Regions from separate parts of the Sus scrofa genome. Here region 1 is linked to region 2. A link is a contact called in public Hi-C data. All regions are on one chromosome and are shown on one strand. Each heading gives the region's core, a stretch centred on a gene start, on an enhancer-like site or on the middle of the called end of the contact. The rest is flanking DNA. Distances are from core to core; before and after follow the strand shown. Region 1 holds the start of KANK3 (KN motif and ankyrin repeat domain-containing protein 3). Region 2 holds the start of MARCH2 (membrane associated ring-CH-type finger 2).

Region 1 (4,860 bases), core at 310-2,809, 61 kb before region 2:
TCTTTTTTAGGGCTGCACCTGCAGCGTATGGAAGTTCCCAGGCTAGGGGTTGAATTGGAGCTTCAGCTGCTGGCCCACACCACAGCTGCAGCAACACTGGATCCAAGCCACATCTGTGACCTACACCACAGCTTGTGACAACACTGGATCCTTTAATCCACTGAGCGAGGCCAGTGATGGAACCTGAATCCTCATGGATACTGGTCGGGTTCTTAACAAGCTGAGCCACAACAGGAACTCCCAGTTGGGTGTTAACTTAAAAAACAAAAAAACAAAAACAAAAACACCTAGGTAAACTCTTTGAAGTAGATTTTCTTATTATTCTTTCCCCCATTGTGCAGATGGAGAGACTGAGACACAGAGATTAATGACCCACCCAAGGTCAAACATGGGCAGAAGCAGGATATGAACCTAGGCAGCTTCGCCAGTGTTTCTGCATTGGCCATTCCACTTGACAGCTTTCTATAAACAGCCCTCCACTCCCTGAGAGGGGTCGGGAGCAGGAGGGGGTCGCACACACAGCTGCACTCATGCCTGTCCTCTGCGTGTGTCCCTGATGAGAAGAAAAGGCCCAAACTCCCGCGGCTGCAGCGGCTGCGGCCTCACTCGAGTGGGGGCGTGCAACTGCCCTCCCCTCGCCTCCGCTCCCTGCCCGAGCTGTCACTGCGAGATTCGGATTCTCTGCCTGAGACCCCCTTATTAGGCCGTCAGAGTCGACGCCATACGCTCCCACTCCCGCCCCAGGGACTATTTTGGGACTCGGAGCTGTGATCATGAAACCTGAGGGGTGAGGGACACGGCGGGCAGTGAGTATCCCGGTCCTGGGGAGGGGCGTCTTCCCAGATTAAGGCTCTGGGTGGTGGCACTCCTTAATGTCGGGGAAGGACTCTCAGACCCCTGAGATGGGGATGGAGGCTGAGGAGGTACTGAGGAGGTTTTACTGAGGTCAGCGCCCCCTCACCCCCCTGTCCCCTCAGGACGGCCTCACAGAGACAGAGCAGTTTCCTACAGGAAACGCCGCCGGGCGGTTCCATCCGCTACCCATTGTCTGCTGGCCCGGGGGCCGTCCGTCCCCCCCCCACCACCGTTTCCGAATCTCTCCTCCCCCCGCCCCACTCTGAGGTCCAGCGCTAGGGTATGGACCCAGGTCCCCAAGCTGTCTGGCAGCGATTCTCGGAAAGGGTCCCGTAGTCGGTTGGGGCGCTAGGGGGCGAACAAGCCCCCCCACTTCGATCCTGAAGGGCGGGAGGAAGGAGACCTCCCGAATCCAGAGCACTACCCCCCGACTCTGCTTGCTGCCCACCTGGGGTTCCCAGTGTGGGAGGGGTCCCAGCCAGAGGACACGGCGTCCGCCCCTTCGCAGCGCGCTGAGCCCGCAGAGGGGCTGGAAGCGCAAAACCCCATCCCGTGCGTACCCTGATCCCCGCCCAGGACCCCCATCAGCGCCGCGCAAGCTGGTGCTTTACCTGAAGCCGCAGCCCCCGCCGCGCCCGCACCCGAACCCGCCCCCTCGAAGCTCGGGTACCGGTTATCAAGGCCTTGACCCTAACTGACGGCCACATCAGCCAACCAGCATCCGACGCTCTCTGAGCTCTCCAATGGTGAGGCAGGGTGGGCCGCGCTGGCCGAGAACCGAGAGTGTGGGGCGTGGTTAGGGGCGGAACCTAGAGTGGGTGTCCCTGAGGGCTGACTGGTCAGGAGTAGGAAGCCCAGCCTGCAAGTGCTGCCCAGCGCAGGGTTAAAGGGTTTGGATTTGATCCACAGGGGACGGTGAGCCATGGGAAGACGCTAAGCAGTAGCGTTACTCGGTGGGATTTGTGTATTTGGAAGATCCTTTGGGTGGAAGCTGAAAGGACTGATGTTCATGTCTGTCTGCGTGAGATACCTTGACCATGGATCTTTCCTACCGCAGGGACTTTGCACATGCTGTTCATATTCCTGAACTGTTCTTCCCTGCACCTGTTCATTTGGCCACCTTCTCCTACCTTTGGGGGCTCAACCTGTGCGTTCCTGTCCCCTAAAGGCCTAACACGGATATTTTCCTGTCACTATCTTTCCAGTGACTCTGTTTTATGAACCTAATAGCTTTTTTCACTATCTGGGGGGTGGGGGAGAATCTAGGAGCACCCTGGTGGCCTAGCTGGTTAAGGATCCAGCATTGTCCCTGCTCTGGCACAGGTTCCATCTCTGGCCAAGAACTCCACACTTCCAAAAAAAAAAAAAAAATCTTGTTTGCCATCTGTTTCCCCATAAGGACAGAAAACTGGTTTGTTTTGATCGTTGCCTTATCCAGTGCCCTGGGCACACAGTAGGTACTTAATAAATGTTTGTTGAAAGAATGATTTGAAATTACATTGACCTCTTTAACCCATTTGGAACATATTATGATCTAAAGTGATTCTACAGATTGTTTTCTTTTTCAGATGCATTTAGCATTTATTGAGCACCTACTGTGTGCCCAGCACTGTTCAGGTCTTTGAGGGGGACATAAGCCCTGTCATCTGGGGCCTCACAGCTGAGAGGAGACAGACTTTCAATTTACGGTTTATATTAAGTGGTGACAGGGGTGAGATGAAATCAATGTGAGGAGAAAAGGGGGCAAATCACTGACCTGGAGGGTCAGGAAGGCAACCTGCAGGGTTGACACTTAAGGAAAGGTGCAAAGGGGAATTTCCATTGTGGCTGAGCGGGTTAAGAACCCAACATACTTCTGTGAGGATGCAGGTTCAATCCCTGGCCTCACTCAGTGGGACGTTGCCATGAGTTTTGGAGTAGGTTGCAGATGCTGATCCAGTTCAACCCTTACGGAACTTCCATATGCCACATGTGTGGCCTTAAAAAAAAGAAAAAAAAATGTGCGAAGGAAGATATGGCGAACTCTGACTAAGTTGTGGTGTTGGTGGGAGAAGGATGGAGGAACGGGAAGAAGAGGGCATCTGAAGCAGTTTAGACTTTATCTGATAAAAAGGAGCCCATTGGGAGTTCACGTTGTGGCTCACTGGAAATGAATCTGACTAGCATCCATTTGGACGCAGGTTTGATCCCTGGCCTTGCTCAGTGGGTTAAGGATCTGGCCTTGCAGAGAGCTGTGGTATAGGTCACAGACATGGCTTGCATCCAGGATTGCTGTAGCTGTGGAGTAGGCCAGCAGCTACAGCTCTGTTTTGACCCCTAGCCTGGGAACCTCCATATGTTACAGTTGCAGCCCTAAAAAGACAAAGGGGGGACATTGAAGGAAGATTACTGTATTCCAGAGCTCCTTCTGTCTGTCCCAGTGTCACTCTGTTTTAATGACTGGAGCTTTAGAATATGTTTTAATATCTGATACGCCACTTTTTCAAAATTCCTGGGCTATTTCCATTGCATTTTTTTTTCTTCCAGAAAAACTGTGGAATTCTGTCACGATTACCCCATGAAAACTACACTGGAATTTTTTTTTTTTTTTTTTTTGGCCTCTCCTTGGCATATGGAATTCTGGGGCCAGGGATCAGATCCGAACTGAAATTGTGATCTATGCCACAACTGCCACAACGCTGGATCCTTAACCCACTGTTTCCAGCTGGGAATCAAACCTGAATCCTAGTGCTGAAGAGATGCCTCCAATCCTGTTGCACCACAGCAGGAACCCCTGGAATTTTTAAAAATTTTTATAAAATAAAATGCACACACACTCAGAGCCAGATCGAAGAAACCCTATAAAACAAATGAATAACTTAAGGAGTTACTGAGGGGCAGTTCCCAACCAGGGGCAATTTTGCCTCTTGAGGAACATTGGGCAGCATCTGGAGACATTGGTTTTTTTGTTTTGGGTTTTTTTTTTTGTTTGTTTGTTTGTTTGTTTTTGCTTTTTAGGGCCGCACTTGCGGCATAAGGAGGTTCCCAGGCTAGGGGTCAAATCTGAGCTGTAGCTGCCAGCCCATGCCAGAGCCACAGCAATGCAGGATCCGAGCCCCATCTGCGACCTACACCACAGCTCACAGCAACGAGGGATCCTTAATCCAGCGAGCGAGGCCAGGGATGGAACCTGCAACCTCAGGGTTCCTAGTCGGATTCATTAACCACTGCGCCACGACGGGAACTCCCCTGGAGACATTGTTGATTGTCAGGATGGAGTAGGGGAGAACCATTCTTGGCCTCTAGGGTGGGGGTGGAGCCAGGAGTGCTGGTAAACATCCTATGATACACAGGGCGGTCCCCTACAACCATGAATTATCTGACTTGAATGTCAAATAGCGGTGAGCTTGAGAAACTCAGCTAGAAGGCAAACATAAAACATCATTATAACACCCACCCAGGTCAACAAACAGCCCATCACCAGCTACCCTAAAAGCCTCTTCAACAGGCTGCATCCCAATCACAGTGCCTCCTACTCTGCAAAGTAACCACTGTTGTGACTTTTGTAATAGTCACCCCCTAGCATTTCTGAACAGCTTATCAAGCAAGTTTGAATCTCTTAGACGCTGTGGCTTAATCTTGCCCATTCACAAAGAAATGATGTGTATTTTCAGTCTCTTTTAATTCATGGTTTCCCCCTCCATCCCTTCCCTCCTTTATAATAAATCTGTTGCACAACTCCATCTGTTTGTCCAGAAGCATTTCCCACGGTCTGGGTGGTGCAGATCCCATCCTCATGGTGCACGCCAGCACGGTCCTCTGACCTTCATCTTCCCTTAAATTAGCAATTGGTTCCAGAAGTGGGGTCAGACTAGTGTTTGATTCCTTTGCCATGATTGTGGCAGCATGATTGTGGCTGCATGATTATTGTTATTATTGTTATTATTATTTTTTTGTCTTTTTGCCATTTCTTGGGCCACTCCCGCAGCATATGGAGGTTCCCAGGCTAGGGGTCCAGTCAGAGCT
Region 2 (4,756 bases), core at 1,684-4,183:
AGCAGCTGTAGTTCTGGTTTGACCCCTAGCCTGGGAATTTCCATATGCCACAGATTCAGCCCTAAAAAACAAAACAAAACAAAACAAAAAAATTAAAAAAGAAAAAAAGAAAAGAAAAATACAATTTGCAGCCCCCCCACCAAAACAAACAAAAACAATTCATAGCCAAAAAATGTATGAAAAAAATTTTTCTTTTTGTCTTTTTTTGTCTTTTAAGGGCCACACCTGCGGCATATGGAGGTTCCCAGTCTAGAGGTCTAATTGGAGCTGTAGCCACTGGCCTACACCACAGCCACAGCAATGCCAGATCCAAGCCGAGTCTGCAAACTACACCACAGCTCACTGGATCCTTAACCCAGTGAGCGAGGCCAGGAATCAAACCTGAAACCTCATGGTTCCTATTTGGATTCGTTAACCACTGAGCCACGATGGGAACTCCTGGAAAAAATTTCTAATTTTTATTGTAGTTAATTTACAATGTTGTGTTAACTTCTGCTGTACAGCAAAGTGACTCAATTATACATATGTATTCCTTTTTCATATTATTTTCCATTTTATCACAGGATATTGAATATAGCTCCCTGTACTATATAGTAGGACCTTGTTTGTCAATTTTATATATTATAGTTTGTATCCGCCAATCCCAATCTCCCAACCTTCCCTCTCCATCCCCCCATCCCCACCCCTCCCCCTGCCCCAGCATTCACAAGTCTGTTTTCTTTGTCTGTGAGTCTGGGAATCTGCATATGCGGAGGGTGTGGCCCTTAAAAGCAAAAAAAAAAAAAAAAAAAAAAAAAAAAGTGACTGGTTAGTTATTTATTAGTTAAAATGCATGGATTTTTTTTTATTATTATTACTCAATGAAAAAGCATGGGTTTAACTCCCTTATTGCAGCCAAACTTTCCAGTATTGTGCCCAGTGTGGGTGGAATGAAACAAGAGGCTTATATCTTCTGGGACTGAGTCTTGGCCAGTATATCTAGGAATTTGGTTACACACTGGGGAGAAGGGAAGGGGGGAATGAGCAAATGCACTAAGGATCCTGGGAACCAGGTTTTTCATAGTCACGGAAGGACTTTAGAAACACGTAAATGGACTGAAATGAACCTTGGTGTTGAGTTAGAATTAGAGGTATTCGTGTGCACTTCTGGATTTAAAGAGATAAGTTAATATAGGTACATACATATCACAATGAGAGAGGCAAGAATTAATGGTAGTGGAGTTCCTGTTGTGGATCAGAGGTAACGAACCTGACTATTATCCATGAGGACACAGGTTTGCTCCCTGGCCCCGCTCAGTGGGTTTAGGATGCAGTGTTGCCGTGAGCTGTGGTGTATGTTGCAAAAGCAGCTCAGATCTGGCATTGCTGTGGCTACATCTCCAATTCAGCCCCTAGCCTGGTAACTTCCCTATGCCATGGGTGCAGCCCTAAAAAAAAAAAAAAAAGAATTAATGGTAGTAATGAGCACAACTGACACCCTGATCTTGGTTTCTAAATAGTATTCTCCACTGAAAAGAAGGAAAAGTCCTTGGAGAAATGGTTGATTTCAGAACTGGGACAGGTAAAATTTCAAGAAAATGCCACCCTGGGGAACCTTGTTAAACTAGTAAGGAAGTACGAAAAGATGGAATTAGAAATATCATCATTTATCAACCATCATCTTATAGAAGAGACAGGCAGGGCTGAGACCTCCATGCCACTCCCTTTTTCCTGCCTTCATTGATGATGTGATGCCTGGAGCCACAGCAACCATCTTGCTACCATGAGAAAAAGGCCATGAAGTTCTCCTGTGGCCCAGTGGGCTAAGGATCCAGCATTGTCACTGTTGTGGTGTGGGTTTGATCCCTGGCCTGGGAATTTCCCTCTGCCTTTGGTCTGCCCATAAAACAATAAAAAAAAGTATCTAGCTTCTATCTTTGTTTCCTCTATTCTACTTCCTTCTATAGGTGATCTTTTTAAAAATGTTATAATTTATCATTTCACTTTTGAAAAATATAAGTACAACATGAAAGAACTTACCTAATGTAATTGAGCTGATTTACATATTCAGCAAAGGTGAGGAAGGGGGAGAAAGGAGTATTGAGACAATTCTCCATCCCACCTCAGGCTCTTTGCATGTGCTGAAATTTACCTAGGATTCTTTCCCCCTCTTTTCTCCTTGTGAACCTCTACTCACACCTTAGTTGTCAGTTCAAGTATTTTTGGACTTTCCAAATAGTCCATGATATGCCTCCCTCACTTACTACAATTTACCACCTTCGTAGTTAAATAATTACGTAACTGGCTGTTTAATGTCTGTCTCACTCCCTAGGTTGAGGTTCCAGAAGGCAATAATATTTGCGTTACTCAGCATTGCGTCCACAGCGCCTAGCACAGTGTCCCACTCGTAATAGACCCTCTCAATGGATGTTTTTTACATCTAGTGAATGAATCTATTACATGCATTAATGAATGTGAATGATGAATAAATGAGATTGGCTTTGACCTTCCAGGTCCCCTCTCTAGACTTCTGCTTCCTCTCTGTAAAATGTGATCGGATGTTTCATCCCTCCCCCAGGACTGATAAGGAGCTTAAAGGAGGTGATTGACACTTACAAATCCCTTTGCCTGTGTCAAGCTGAATTTTGTAACGGTTTTATTTATCAGCAAGCTCTAGTCGTCTGCAGGTGGCGCCACCAGCCCCGCGGGTACCCGGAGTCAGGATGGGGCGGGGCCGAGTCTGGGGCGGAGCCAGGACGCAGCAGGGGCGGAGCCAGTAGCTCCTGCGCCGCGGAGCCTGTGCGGCCCAGGACGTCCCTGTCGCCTCTGACCCCGCCTCCTAGGGCGGGACGTGCAAGGCAATTGGCCAGCATAGACGAGAGGCGGTCGCCATTGGTCCGTGGCACCGTCGGCTCGGCGGGCGGTGTCCGGACGCAGGTGCCGGCGGAGCGGAGCTAGCGGCGCTGACGGGACCGGCCGGGCCGGGACCAGGGCCGGGGCGAGCGGAGGGGCCTGCGCGGCTGCCCGGCCCGGCCGCGGATCAGGTAGGCACGGGCGAGAGGATGGGACCAGGGGGTGCCGATCCGCGGGCCGGCCCCTAGTTTGAGGCCCGAGCCTGACCCCCAGGCGGGACCGCCGGAGTCGGACCCTCGGCCTCAGCCTTCCCAGGGACTAAGGGATCGCAATTTCCCTTTCGGAGACGGCAGGAGGTCCCCCGGAGTCGGACACACAGTAGGTGTCTCTCTGAGTTGGATTTTCTTATCCATGAAACCGGGTCATCCCAGCGCCAACCTAATGGGGCTGTTGGGAGGATTCCGGAGGTGGCAAATGAGGAAAGCGCTGTGCACACAGTAGGCGATCAGTAAGTGACAAGTCACCTTCCCCAACCTCCTTTTCAGAGGAAATTGTAAATAGAATAACACAGGCACTTGCTTAGCAGAGTGCCTGGCTGTTAGAGGGTGCTCAAAACGGGATAGCCAGAATTTATAGGATTAGCTCATTTTGTCCTCTAGGGACAATATTAGGTAGAAGTACTAAAAATGTTTCCTGCTATATGGATGAAGAAATCAAGGCTCAGAGTGGTCTAGTCTTTTGCCCAGGGCTACAAAACAACTAAAGATCAGAGCTGGGCTTAGAACCTGGCCTCGGTACAGGGCCATGCAAGTACTGAAGGGCACATGGGAGCTTCTCTGTGGTAAGTGAAGAAAAATGAATGCATTTCTTAGGCTCCACATTTAACCTAAAACAACAACAACAACAACAACAACAAACTAATGAGCATTTGTTGAGTGCTTACTGTATGCCAGGCACTGGCTGTGCCTTGTCTCATCAAACCTTGTCAACAGCTCTATATGCTGATGACAGTAATTAAACTAAAAGCTAATATTTATCAACTCATTCTTATTTATGCGTGTAAGAGCTGGAACCCCCATTATACAGAAGAGAAAAACCGAGGCCCAGAGAGTGAAGCAGCTGTACTGAGATGATACTGTGGGGAGTTAGGGTCCTCTGACTTTTCTTCCCTCAGTTTCCTGCCCTCAAATAAAGGAGGCTGGGTGGGTGTGGAAAGGTTGAGCCCAGGGCAAGTTTTGCTGGAGGAATTGAACCTGGGAGCTTCTTCTCAGGAAACCCCTCAGCAGACACAGTCCACTAGCTTTGCAAACTTATCTGACAGAGGGGAAGGATGAGGTCCAGAGAAGCTCAGTGACTTGTCCCAGGAGATACAGCATCAGCAACAGAGTCAGGACCTAAAAGAACCCAGGTCTTTTCAGTCCCAGAACCACTCACTAGATGAAGTTCAAATCTTGACACTGTCCGTCTTAGCTGTGAGATCTTGGGCAAGTAGTTGCCCCTCTCTGAGCCTCAGTCTCCTCACCAATCCAATGGAGGTAATTATTGGACTTAGGTCATAGGTTTGTTGTGAAGACTTAATGAAATCCATCTCCAGTTGTTGGGCCAAGTTTGATTCGCTCTCCCATTCCAGCAGCCTCAGAGCCAAGTCCAGCCTGCAGCCACCCTATCCTTGCATCCAGCCTTGAGTTTGGCCTCTTCCAAGTCCAAGCCTCTGTGGTCTTCACAGATATCTAGCCTTTAAATATCTCTGATTCCCATCATGGGTTCTTTCAGACCAGTGTCTGGGGAGCAAGAGACCTGGCTCTCTTACCCTGCTCTTACACAGAATAGGGACTGAGAAATGAATGCAGCAACTCTCTGCCAGACACAGGGCCAGGCACTGGAGATGACCAATGAGTAGAAGGCAGACATGGTCAAACCAGTA

What was found. Hi-C and Micro-C count contacts between places; a contact is called where the count stands out from the background.
Region 1: a contact with region 2 is called in a Hi-C map of embryonic fibroblasts, with 4 times the contacts expected there. The contact joins the promoter of KANK3 here to the promoter of MARCH2 in region 2. A contact is called at or near these places in 1 of 5 promoter capture datasets (liver), 16 of 47 Hi-C or Micro-C datasets (adipose tissue, alveolar macrophages, blood and 8 more) and 2 of 2 datasets of contacts at active chromatin or transcription factors (alveolar macrophages and skeletal muscle).

The regions. Positions count from the first base shown.
Region 1 is chr2:70,935,431-70,940,290 of Sscrofa11.1, reverse strand. KANK3 (KN motif and ankyrin repeat domain-containing protein 3) reads right to left here and starts at 1,559. Exons shown (of 11, transcript XM_003123162.4): 1 at 1,467-1,559.
Region 2 is chr2:70,875,575-70,880,330 of Sscrofa11.1, reverse strand. MARCH2 (membrane associated ring-CH-type finger 2) reads left to right here and starts at 2,933. Exons shown (of 5, transcript NM_001244915.1): 1 at 2,933-3,023.